Regions from separate parts of the Cyprinus carpio genome. Here region 1 is linked to region 2. A link is a contact called in public Hi-C data. All regions are on one chromosome and are shown on one strand. The core of a region is the stretch at or near the end of the contact, and the rest is flanking DNA. Distances in the headings are between cores, read along the strand shown. Region 1 holds the start of LOC109050796 (transcription factor Maf-like). Region 2 holds the start of wwox (WW domain-containing oxidoreductase).

The links. Hi-C and Micro-C count contacts between places; a contact is called where the count stands out from the background.
Region 1: a Hi-C map of liver shows a contact between it and region 2, with 6 times the contacts expected there. The contact joins the promoter of LOC109050796 here to the promoter of wwox in region 2. A contact is called at or near these places in 3 of 8 Hi-C or Micro-C datasets (liver and skeletal muscle).

What each region holds. Positions count from the first base shown.
Region 1 is chrB25:20,648,908-20,655,341 of ASM1834038v1, reverse strand. It overlaps LOC109050796 (transcription factor Maf-like), which reads left to right and starts at 1,615. Exons shown (of 3, transcript XM_042753321.1): 1 at 1,615-2,987. The coding sequence starts at 2,023. It overlaps LOC122142458 (a long non-coding RNA gene), which reads right to left. Exons shown (of 4, transcript XR_006158624.1): 4 at 4,988-5,736.
Region 2 is chrB25:20,349,627-20,355,967 of ASM1834038v1, reverse strand. It overlaps wwox (WW domain-containing oxidoreductase), which reads right to left and starts at 2,286. Exons shown (of 9, transcript XM_042753325.1): 1 at 2,057-2,286; 2 at 1,846-1,910; 3 at 1,612-1,669; 4 at 222-391. The coding sequence starts at 2,163. It overlaps hprt1l (hypoxanthine phosphoribosyltransferase 1, like), which reads right to left. Exons shown (of 9, transcript XM_042753322.1): 7 at 6,320-6,341; 8 at 4,854-4,930; 9 at 3,238-3,790. The coding sequence ends at 3,743.

The sequences.
Region 1 (6,434 bases), core at 366-2,865, 300 kb before region 2:
TTTCATATCTGGGACTCTTTATTTCTCTTGATTGTTGAGCAGTTATACAGTCAGAAGGGACATAAATTCAATATTTATTCAGCGCTTCTGAACGGCCTCTGAAGGCTTTTGTTGGGTGATCTAATTAATGAAATAATATGTGGATTTTCTAGGTCTGGGTCCGCGAGAACAGTCACTGAGACTAAGAGAATATTTACTTCCTTTTGGGACTCTGGGCTTGTATTTATTTTTATTTTTACGCTGGCGGCTTTGTAGTTTGCGTGTCTTCCTGGCGTGGCTTTTCCACAGAGAGCTCGACCACATTTCAATATCTCCTGTGAGAATCGTCTTCTTTATTGTCTGCTCTCACGAGCTAACGCTGCTCTCGGAGAGAAATCCTGTTTAAGAAACCCTCCAGCAATGAGAGCTGTTTTGAGCACTTAAAGAGATACACGTGTAGTGCTTGTGCACACAGACTATTTAAAAGCAAGATGCAGAAGTGTAACAAGCAACACTCTACATTATTGTGCTCGTGTTATACTATTACTATTATAATTCATTACTTTAATAAAAACAAGAACAATGTGTAATCACAAGCTGCTCAAATAATTACTAATTAATTATATGTTGTCCATTAGTATTACTCAGAACATACCTAGCCTATATGATTACACTGTGACATGAGCATTAATGGAAAATGTGGCAATATATCAATGAAGGAAAAAATACTAAAGTGATCTAAGTATATGACTAAATATAGTTTTTTTTTTTTTTTATATGTAAAAATATATTAATATGTCATGATAAAACTGCTCTTAAAGTGCCCCCAGCGCCGTTCAAACAATCCAAACATGATCTGACACACAGAGATGAAACACTCCTCTAATGGACAGATGCGGTTCAGCTCAAGCCGAAAGGGGGCGCTGTTGTGGTTTGAAACCGCATGTACGGGCTTCCCGACCACGTTTTGTGGGACAGTGGAGGAAAAAAAAAAATCTAATAAATCAATATATTCACATTAAAACAACACAAAGACGCGTACTCTGTGGAAACCATATGGCCGTTTTAATTGCTTTAGTAGTTACATCTGTCGCTAATATATGCGTCGTGCATTTTTTTCTATCCAATATGCCAAAAAATTACTAATAACCTATTATTAAACATTTTAGTAGGATGCCTCAACCGATACCGTAATTAAAACATTACTTGCGTGACATTTATAGACTTTCATTATGACTATAAATGATTTATTTTAAGAAATGTCAGTAATATAGTCTTTTAAACAAGTATTAATATAACTTAAGTGTAAATTATCTTTTTAAGGTTATTAATAAGCCTATATCATGTATAAATCATTATGATTGCATACTGTTAGAACGCTTGATTTAAAACAATATGCAATGTGGGGAAGATGAAAAGATGCTTTACCTGCTGTAAACAGCGAAAACAAAATCACTGTCCATAAAGAGTTAAAGTCGTCTCTGTCAGTTCTGACAGTTCGGAAAACTTTTGTTTCTTCTCTAGTATGTAAATTGACCGTCGGTTTCAGCGAGCCTATTGGCTACGAGTCCGAGTCAATTTCGTATTTCAAACCTGACGTCAGGGCGGCTATAAAACTCAGCATTGCTTTTATACTCCTATGCTCGGTGATCCTTTAAAAACTCTAGAACAAGCACGGAGTACTTTTTTATTTTTTCCAGCCAAGCATCCAATTGCCAATCACATACATGTTACGGTCTTCATTTCTACGAAACTATTGAAAAAAAGGACTCCACGCAGCCATGCAGTGTTAAATGTTTGCAACTCAAACGCGTCGACACTCGCGCACAAAGAGAGAGGAACTAGAGACGCGCGCGCTCCTGCGTCTGTTGCGCGAAAGGCGATAAGGCGTCAATTTAAAAAAAAATAAATCGGCGCCGGCGAACCCCTTTCTCTGCTTTTGAAGAATTAAATAAAGAAATCAAGCTGGCTCACGCTGTCTCGAACCCGACCACTCTGACAGCTGCTCTTCACCCCCTTTGGAGGACTGTCAACAGCAAAAGGATGGCATCAGAACTGGCAATGAGCAGCTCCGACCTGCCCACCGGTCCCCTGGCCATGGAATATGTTAATGACTTCGATCTGATGAAGTTTGAAGTGAAAAAGGAGCCGGTGGAGCCCGATCGCAGCATCAGCCAGTGCAACCGCCTGATCGCCGGGGGATCCCTGTCTTCCACCCCGATGAGCACGCCTTGCAGCTCGGTTCCCCCTTCCCCAAGCTTCTCGGCGCCCAGTCCGGGCTCCGGGAGCGAGCAGAGGGCACACCTGGAGGATTTCTACTGGATGACCGGCTACCAACAGCAGCTCAACCCAGAGGCCTTTGGGTTCAGCCCCGAGGACGCGGTGGAGGCGCTGATCAACAGCAGTCACCAGCTCCAGAGCTTCGACGGCTATGCTAGAGGGCAGCAGTTTACCAGCGCAGCCGGGCCGGGAGGCGCCATGGCCGGCGAGGAGATGGGATCCGCCGCCGCGGTGGTCTCCGCGGTCATCGCGGCCGCCGCAGCCCAGAACGGCGCGCCGCACCACCACCACCATCACCACCACCACCCGGGCGGGCACCATCCGACGCCCGGCGTGCAGTCCAGCGGCAACCCCGCCAGCCACCAGCACATGCACCTGGACGACCGCTTCTCGGACGAGCAGCTGGTGACCATGTCCGTGCGCGAGCTCAACCGGCAGCTGCGGGGGGTCAGCAAAGAGGAGGTGATCCGGCTCAAACAGAAGAGGAGAACCCTCAAAAACAGAGGCTATGCCCAGTCGTGTCGCTACAAGCGGGTCCAGCAGAGGCACGTCCTGGAGGGCGAGAAGACCCAGCTGCTGCAGCAGGTGGACCACCTCAAGCAGGAGATCTCCAGACTGGTGCGCGAGAGAGACGCGTACAAAGAGAAGTACGAGAAGCTCATCAGCAGCGGCTTCAGAGAAAACGGATCGAGCAGCGACAACAACCCGTCGTCCCCGGAGTTTTTCATGTGAGTTTACCGGCACTTAATAGAGCAGCGGTGTGCGCGCGTTGTTCTCGCGTTGTGTTGGATTGGGCAGTCCTCTCACTTTTTTTTTTATTATTTTTATTTTTGTGTTAGATTTAGATCCGTTTAATCCAGTAATGAAGAAATCGAGTTTTAGAGTTTAGCCCACGTTAACTTTTGCTCTGCGCTTTTTGGACAACAGTAGGACTCTTTCCATCGCCGAGTTCTTTTCATTTTGTCTGTTCTGTTGAAACTGTAATATGGGAACGTGCTTTCATTTGATATTTCCCCATGTTGCCTTGTGTTGCGTAACTTTTAAGCTCACATTTTTCTAAAGTTCCAGTGACACATCACGCTGGTTTCGTGAGGGCACTGTACACTGAAAGCGCGTGAACTCATCCCCTCATAAGGCGAGCGAGACTGACTGTGTGTTTCATTCAAACTCCATCATTCTGTGTTGTTGTGAAGAACTCATTCAGTGATGTATTTATTCGTGTATCGGACGCGATGTGTCGACCCCACATGCTGGTCATGTTTTTCTTTCTTTTACCTGAACGACCTGAACTGAAATGCTCCGACATTACATTCATTTTCTCATTGTCTGGTCCTGTCCACTTTTTTGGGACTCTGAGCAAAAAAGTGACATCTTTTCATCCCCTTCATGAAACATTGCCTCCATGATTTTTGCGACAAACTTTTCTGTACAGCAATTTTAGCGATGAAACATGTTTTTGGCAAAAAGAGTGATTCTGTATGATTATCCTTTTTCTTTCTTTTTTTGTCAAACGAAGAGACATTATTAAACCCCTGAAACAACTGTAACTTATCTCAGTGTGATGCACTTAAGACTGTGAAAGATTTTCGATTTGACAAATATGTCACTCCACATATTGCTTGAACATAAAATATGGTCAAATGAACGATTTCGAACTGTTCAGTGGACTGAAGTGTTTATAAACTATTCTCATTCAAGAGAAGAATATTGCATCAATGAAGAATGAAGAGTCTGTCTTAGTACGCGCATTCAAAACTCTTATTTTAGGATTTGCATCTAAATATAAATCAAATTATTACATGAGAGAATAGTGAAATATTTCGGAGCACGCTGCTGTAAAATATTTACTTGCATCAGGTGGGAAATAAAACCTTTTTCAGAAAACTTATACTTGTGTAACATGCATATTAGTACGTTTTAATATTTGATATCGATTATGATTGACGAATAATGACTGTACAAACTGGAGCAGTATATAGTTAATCAATAAATCTTAAATATTTAAAATCAAATGACCTCGTGTTATTTATCAGAGCACGCCTAAAATGTGAGACTTTCACTGAATACAGTATTTAATATTACATGCTGACTGGGAAATTAAATCATTTTTAATAGCTTTGAGGAAAGTTCACGATTTGACTTGTTGCCGCTTGACAGTTCGCTCGAGTTTCGAGCAAATATTCTCTTATTAAATCGAATTTGCTTAAAATGTAATTGAACTAAAATAACATATGACAGATACAATTATTTATAATTGAAAAAAGCCAGCATAACTTGGTATACAGCTGCATTGTTTGATAAACATGGCAAAATGCGCTCGCACTTATTTGCACTCGCTGTGAGAGTTTATATCAGAATATTTCACTAAATATCATTCGATATAATCTAAAAATTCATTTACAAGCAAAAACCTATATTTAAATAGCACTTGATTTCAGGAGGGAAACCCCTTTTTCCCCTTTTTAAACATTTATTTCTGTTACTTGCTTTGCAAAAAAATTAATCTAATTTGGTCCACCGCGCAGTTTAAACACATCTTATCTTAGTTTATTTTCGCTGTCCTGGTTAATCATTAATTTAGTGAGACTATATACTTGTTTAAACTGCTATTTAAATAACTAGGCTAGTATATTCCGCAAAAAAAAAAAAAAAAAAAAAATACTGATTTTGACAAACAGATTCGCCTCTAAATCACTGGAGATTTACCAAAGCGCACTGGAAATTTAAGGAAACTGTCAGTACCATAAATTATTGTTTTCTTTGGATAGGAATAACCTGACAGTGAGCTTACAGTTTATTAGCTATTAATAACCTTTATTTCTTTTCTACCAGTTATAACTCAGGCCTATTAGTTAACTCAGAAATGTCATTAGCAGATACTTTCACTTAGAGCTCACCAGAACAAATGAGTCGTGGTCTGTTTGTGTTTTCTGAAGCACAAAACTAAATTCATGAGTTGTCTGTACACCATAAACTGAACTGAACAGTCTGTTTCTCAATGTCACATCTCCTTTTTGTTTTCTCCAACCTTCTTTATCTCTTCAGGACCATCATTCGTTCTCTCGAGCCATCACTATTATCAGCCCCAAAATAATTAGAAGAGTGAGTCGAGCTTCCCCTCTCACTGTCACAGCACACAGGATGTGGGCTCACAGCTGGAAAGAAAGTGAAAAGAAGTGTGTGTGTGTGTGGGACGTCTGTATTTAGGGCGTTGGGTGAAAACATAGTGGCTCATCAGCACAATGATGATTTGAATATCAAGCGGATGACGCACACACAGTCTTAAATGCATGGTGTTCGGAGGAGTTCATACGCTGCATGGTCCACGCCGTGGAAAGCACAGTGATTCCTTGCATGATTAATAGTGGAGAAAAGACCTCGTTTCTGCTCCTTTAAATTGATGAATCATTGGTGATTTTCCCCAGCTGGGCCTCGACTGTCTTTGAGTGGCTGCGGCGCATGTAATTTATGGCTTTTCTGTTTGATGAGGTCAAAACACAAAACCGGTTAATGACATCACCGTTATAACTCAGATCTGTAGATACACACTGTACCAGACAGCAGGTGCAGCGGGGATGCATTTTCTATTCCAGTTGTTTATTTGTTTATTTTATACCTTCTTTTATAATATACATCTATTTACAGCTTTTTAGACAGATTTTTTTCTCTAAAAGTTATTCTTCTTATTATTATTGATTTTTTTTTCTTTCTTTCTTTTTTTTTTTTTGCTTGCATAGATTATTATGCTTTTGGTATCTGCATTAGAAAACTTCAACAGTTTCAAAACGTGTTTCAAAACAAAAAGTGTGCAATACCAATTCAGTATGTTTCCTCTCTTTTTTCTATTCCATTAGATTTTTTTCATATGCTTCTAGTTCCAGATTTTTAGCCATATATATATATATATATATATATATATATATATATATATATATATATATATATATATATATATCAAGTTATTTTTATTATTATTTATTTATTTTGCTTGCGTAGAGTATGATACTTTTGGTATCTGCTTCATAAAACTACTAAGTGTGCAATATCTGTTCAGTATGTTGTGTGTGTGTGTGTGTGTATGTGTGTGTGAGTGTATGTGGTATGTGATATATATATATATATATATATATATATATATATATATATATATATATATATATATATATAATATATAT
Region 2 (6,341 bases), core at 1,037-3,536:
AAGCCATCAACATCTGATGACTGAAATGCTAAAGTTGACTTGTTTCAGTGAGAACACATAAAAAATCCTGTAGTGCCACCTACTGGACACACACTGCAGTACAGTAACCCAACCGATTACCTCGGATTGTCTTTGTGACTGTTGCTCTCGCTGTGTTTACTGTAGCTCAGGAATACTGCAGCAGGCGTGTTGTGTGAGGTGTGTGTCTGTGCCGGACTCACCGATGCCAGAGTTTGCTCCGGTGATCAGCACCACTCTGTCAGACAGATCACGAGCATGCAGGATCTCCAGAGCCGTGCTGTTCCCGTCATAGCGTTTGGGTTTCACCTGCAGGTCCTCGACAGTGAAGGCCTGCCGAGGGTCAAAATATGTTCTGCGCTTGTTGATGTGGCTGATGAGAAGAAAGAAGAGAATGGAGAAACATTACCATATATATATACATATATATATATATATATATATATATATATATATATGTGTTTGTGTGTGTGTGTGTGTGTGTGTGTATGTATATATATATATATATATATATATAAACTGTAAAAAATCTTTTTTTATATTTTTACAATAACAATATAATCAATATTCTGTTTATTAAAGCCAAGTATGAATTTCATCAAGTTCGTGTTTTTAAGCATTTTACATTTACTCCAAAATAAAAATAAATGTAACCAAGCTGATTACTCAGTACAAACTCTCACAGATGATTTTTTTATGCACTTATAAATGAGCAGGGCTTACTGACCTGAAAGTCTCTAACTGCTGAGGTGTGATGGATATAAATAAAGTTTTCTATTTTAACTTATTATTATTATTAAATAGTTGTAGTGCAGACTACTGAATTTGCACATTTATTATTAATGATGATGTCAATTCTGTCCATATTTAATTAATATATTATTTTTTTCGATCTATATATTAATGATTTAATCTTGCTCATTATTTATGATCTGATCCTTATTATTATCATTAATAACATTTACATTATAAATATTATTATTAAATTGACTTATTTCCTGTCACAATAATACATACTGTATAATATATTATAATATAGCATAATTGATATAATATGATACAATATAATATAATAATATAATACAACTAAAACTTCTAAAAACTAAGTTTTCATTTTATTTGTTTGTTCATTTTAAATAATTTTGCTCATTATTTACGATCCCATCGTTTTTCTGACAAAATACTACATACTGTTTAATATACTGTATTACTATATTGTAATATAATATAATATACAACTAATAATAAAACTTCTAAAAACTAAGTTTTGTAAAATGTATTTTATTTGTTTGTTAATTCATTTAGCACTTTTTTTATCATTGGAATATCGCTGCTTTTATCTTCTTGTGTAAGAAGAAGAGAAGTAATGCAAATATTTAATATGTATATCTGCTAATGTTTTATTTTATCAAATGTATTAAGATTAAATTAGGATTAATTAGCCTTAAAAGATAGTAGACATATACTAAAAGATCAAATTATGACTTGAGGGAAACTCTAATATGCTATAATTGATTACAGCAGAATATACTTCCTGCAAACACATCCCATAAAGTGAAATTATGATGAGAAAATCATATCCACTGAACTCACTCGACATAGAAGATTTGGCCTTTCTCATTGGTCTCCTGCTCCCATCCATATGGCAGAGCTAAAACAATACATAAAACAATTAAATAATCAGATACATTACTGTTCATCGCTGCATATCAAAACAGGTCAGTCTCTTCACAAAGCTGGTTCTTACTCATACTGAGTTTAACAGAAGTGTGACAGAAAAATGAATCTCACAGTGAAGGTACTGTCATTATTAATAACTCACTGTACCTCCAGCACAGCGCTTCTTCTTCCCAGTTTTGGGATGCTCCCACTGAGTCTTCATTTCCTCGTGACTGAAATGAATTATACACTCGATGTGTCAGTCATTCTATAAATCACATCGCTACACACTCCTCGTGCTTGCATTAATAGCACAAATGAAAAGTGTAAATGCACCTGTTTATTTCAGGTGTGTGTGTGTTGTGTGTCAAACACTCACTTGGCATAATAAACCCATCCATCTGTAGTGGACCTCTCCTCCCAGCCGGGAGGAAGCTCGTCTTCACTGTCTGTGTCATCCATTCCGGAGTATTTAAGAGCTGCCATCGCTCAGATAAAACAACTCACTCAACTCCTCAGTCAAATTTATCTTACAGCACATTCACGTTGCGACGATCCTGCCGGACCACTTCCGCAATCATGACGTGACGTCACGCAGCGTCGGAACGAGAACAGCGAGTGGGGTTCTCAAATGGGCGGGCCTTAGCGGCCTGAACGCATCTGATTGGCCAGCTGCGATAGGTCCGAGTTAAAACTTTCCTATTTTACCTTTTGTGACGTGTATTAAAGTGTTTTGTGTTCTGTGTCAGCAGCTTATATTTCACGTATTTGTATTATTTAACCCTGAAAAAGAAAATTAAGCAAATATATTGCCTTTTTCTGTATTTTTTTCCGTACCTTATACACCTTTTGTTAAAAAAAAATAATAAAATTAAAGACATACATTAAAGATTATATTCTCCTCTCCTAAAATCTCAAATCTTCTTAACATTTGTGGCCGCCTTTTATACATGTCTTTCCACAGATTTTTTATTTTTTTGTGTGCCAATGGTCACGTGGCACCTGTTACTTTTATCAGCGATGATCAGGATTGACCAACCACAAAACGTCTTTTGCGATTACAGGCTAAGGTGTCTTCTTAATTGTTTTATAGAAATTGATTTGTGTATGACAAATAAATCGTTGTAATTAGTCAGTTTAAACAAAACGACAGCTTGCAAATGTTTGTAAGACAAAAGCGGTAATGATATTAATCTGAAACGGTTTCAGTTTTTTTGGAGGAACGATAACGTCATTTGGCGCCCAACAGCGATTCAAACAAACACGCCTTCGACGTGCTCCTAACGGTCAGTTAAAACTTATTTACATTAATTAAGAGAAAGATAAATATTAAACTCGGAAACAACACATAGCATTTAACTCATTTGAGATATTTTTGCCCTAAAATGGCCATAGCAAACTTCATGGACCATCATATGCTGCTTAATTTCCTTTGAGTAACTAATTTCTCCTTCATAACAGCTTTTCAAGCGCTTGCTGGCGGTAAACAGGTAAATATTACTTACACAGTCATACCATCCTCACATTTACATGCACAGAAAACAACCAGCACAAAAATAATAGCACTGTCAGTGTAATTTTATTGCAGCGATCAAAAGCCTCCATTTCACCACCAAAGCCTTCATGACGTCCATGTGTGGATATAATCTGGGGTCAGTATCTACAGAATATATCATAAATAACAATAACTAGCAAACAGTGACTAGCTTTGCAGTCTCTGAGCTCTAAATCCAAACTTGTATTAGCCAAATGGACTTACGCGAACATAAAACCAACTTAAAACCAATTAATCTAAGGCCTCAGTTCAATCTGCCCTTAATCTTCACCAGTAATGACAATTAAAATTAGATTACTAATTATAACACGGGACATTTTCACTCTCCTTCCTCCTTGACGGCAGCACTGTAAGTGCGATCATTTATCTTTGGGAATCCATGTGTCATGAGTTCAGTATTCTTTTCAGATGGCATGTAGAAAAATAATTTTACAATAACAAAACAACAACAAAAACAAAAAAAGTTCACAGTGATCTTTTTCTTCATGCGTCCAGCACTTGGGTGTCATATCATACTTTATATTTCTCTTTCGCTCGGTCACTTAAAATACAGATATGCTGAAAGATACAAAGAAAACAGGAAGGTGTAAATACATCATTCAGATCAGACAAACAAATGACATACAAAACTGACCCGTTCATGCACTGCACACAGTTAAATCAGAGGGTAATAGAGTGGTGGGACTATGATGTCACTTTGTAGGCAAAAACCCGGAAGCGAGTTAACATTTTAGCACTTCCGGTTCCATCCCAGAGTCAATGGGTTTTTTGAATGGGATTTTGGTTAGATCCCTAAAATAAGGTCCGTGGTTCACACAGGCTCAAGATACTTTCACGCTTTATTCTACGAAATAAAACACACCAGTTACACTCCACACGTGATTTTTTTAAACTGTTACGTTTCTTAAAAAAGACGGTTGCTAACGAGTTGCTAAATGGGAAAAACGTGGTACTTTATTCACTAAAATAAGTTTAATCTTACCATATCCAAAAACTCGCTCACTCTGCTGTTATTTAATAGATTAAATGCACTAGAATTTTATTGAATAGTTCATGGAGACACGTTTTTAATTAAAATATTCATATAGGATTTGGTGAGTTTTAATGCACCTTATTTCAAAACGTACAGAAATACGTGCTTTCACATGTCCTTTAGTTATGATTATTTAATTTATTCACTATACTATTTATTAATGTCTCATTTCAGTTTTAGTTTGCCTCTAGTTTTGCATTTATTCCAGTTTATATGAAAAGGTTCATGTGGCGTGGATTAAAATTCATATACAGAGTAAATCCTTTTCACTGAAGACGTTAAAAATAAGTTTGATAAAGTTGTGGGAAGTGTCGTTTATAGCCTAAGTTTAGCTTTTAAGTTCTGGCGCTTTTATTTAGGCTTCGAAATTCATCAAAGTCATGTTATCTTGTGAAGATTATCTTGATGGACAAAACGTGTAAGTTTCATGAACTGTGGTTGAACACAGAGCTTATTTTTTGCAATAATCCAAAAGCCTGTGGAAAAATCCTATATGCTTTTTGTTCGAGGGAACCAGTGTGATGCTAACAGCCGATCCGCATACAGAGTGATGGCGTAGCTCCCCCACTCTACAGGACAAACACTTACACTCAGATCCCTGAAATATTCATTGTAGTCTAAAGCATATCCAACTAGGAACTTGTCAGGGACTTCAAATCCAATATCTAAAAAAAGAAAAAAGAATACAAGACATTTAAACATACATGGAAAGAGAAAAAAATGTGATTATAGTTTTGCAGAAAGAAAAAGTTTTTATGCATTTATATATATATATATATATATATATATATATATATATATATATATATATATATATATATATATATATATATATATATATATATATATATATATATATATATAACATTAACTATACTCAACTGAGATATAATCTCTAATAAGTTTTCTGCTAGCATGAACTAATTCAGTTGAATCTCATGCAAGAAATGTAATTTTACCCCAAAATTTGCATGGAATGTATACAGCAAAATTATTAGAACACTAGTATTTTCAGCAGATAAAAAATGGTTTTACTGTAAGTACAAATAAATATAAATCATGAATAAGTATCTATTTATTCATGATAATTAATCACAAAAAACAAACAATAAATATTATAATACATTATTTAATGTTATAATTATGTTGTATTTTCATGACAAATATGCACATTCCAAAAAAAAAAATAATTTTTTATATAAAATTACCTAATTAATCAGCTAATTGAAAATATCAGGGAACATCTCCAATCAGTTTTCCACATGAACTAATCCAAAGAAATATCAGTCCTATTTTACCCAAAAATGTGAGAGGGAAAAATTTATAGTTATATTTTACATAAAGAATATTTTCATGATAATTAAGCACATTATTATATATATAAAATTATTATTCATTTATATTTTTTTTTATTTTTTACAAACTAATTACATAATAAATTATTTAATAACATTATTTTAAAAAAAAATCTAACTGGAAAAAGTAATTATGTAACAATATAATTGTGATGTGATGTTTCATCATGTTCAAAGACAGATTCATCTCATTGTTACATTTATAATAATGAATTTAATTTATATTTTGCCATACTAAAAATTAGTATATTATTTTTAGTATAGCCAAATATAAATTAAATTCATTTTGAAAAATGTTACAATGAGGTGAATCTGCCTTTGAACATGACTGGTTGCATTATTATGTGCAAGCGAACAGCGCTCGTGGTCCACTATAGAGTGCATCACTGCTGAAGAGCTTGATGATTCTCCATCGTCTTGATGAAGAGCAGAGAATCTCTGCTTCAGAGTCAAAGTCAGGAGCGAAAGAGTCACATTCGTGCTTGGAGGATAAATGGATGGATGCATGGATATAAAGAGCTTATCCGCTCTCTGTCTAAAAGCATTGCATAACTACTCTGAACACAGACAACTGAGCATGTGTCTGAATAATTTGTCCAACTACATTAATGCAAGGCGTTTGATTTCTCTTCGTGATACGGATTAGGCACAAAATGTTCATAATATCCAAAAAATCCAATGAAACACAAAGGAACTCACAGTCTGGACGGTATCCTGAGCT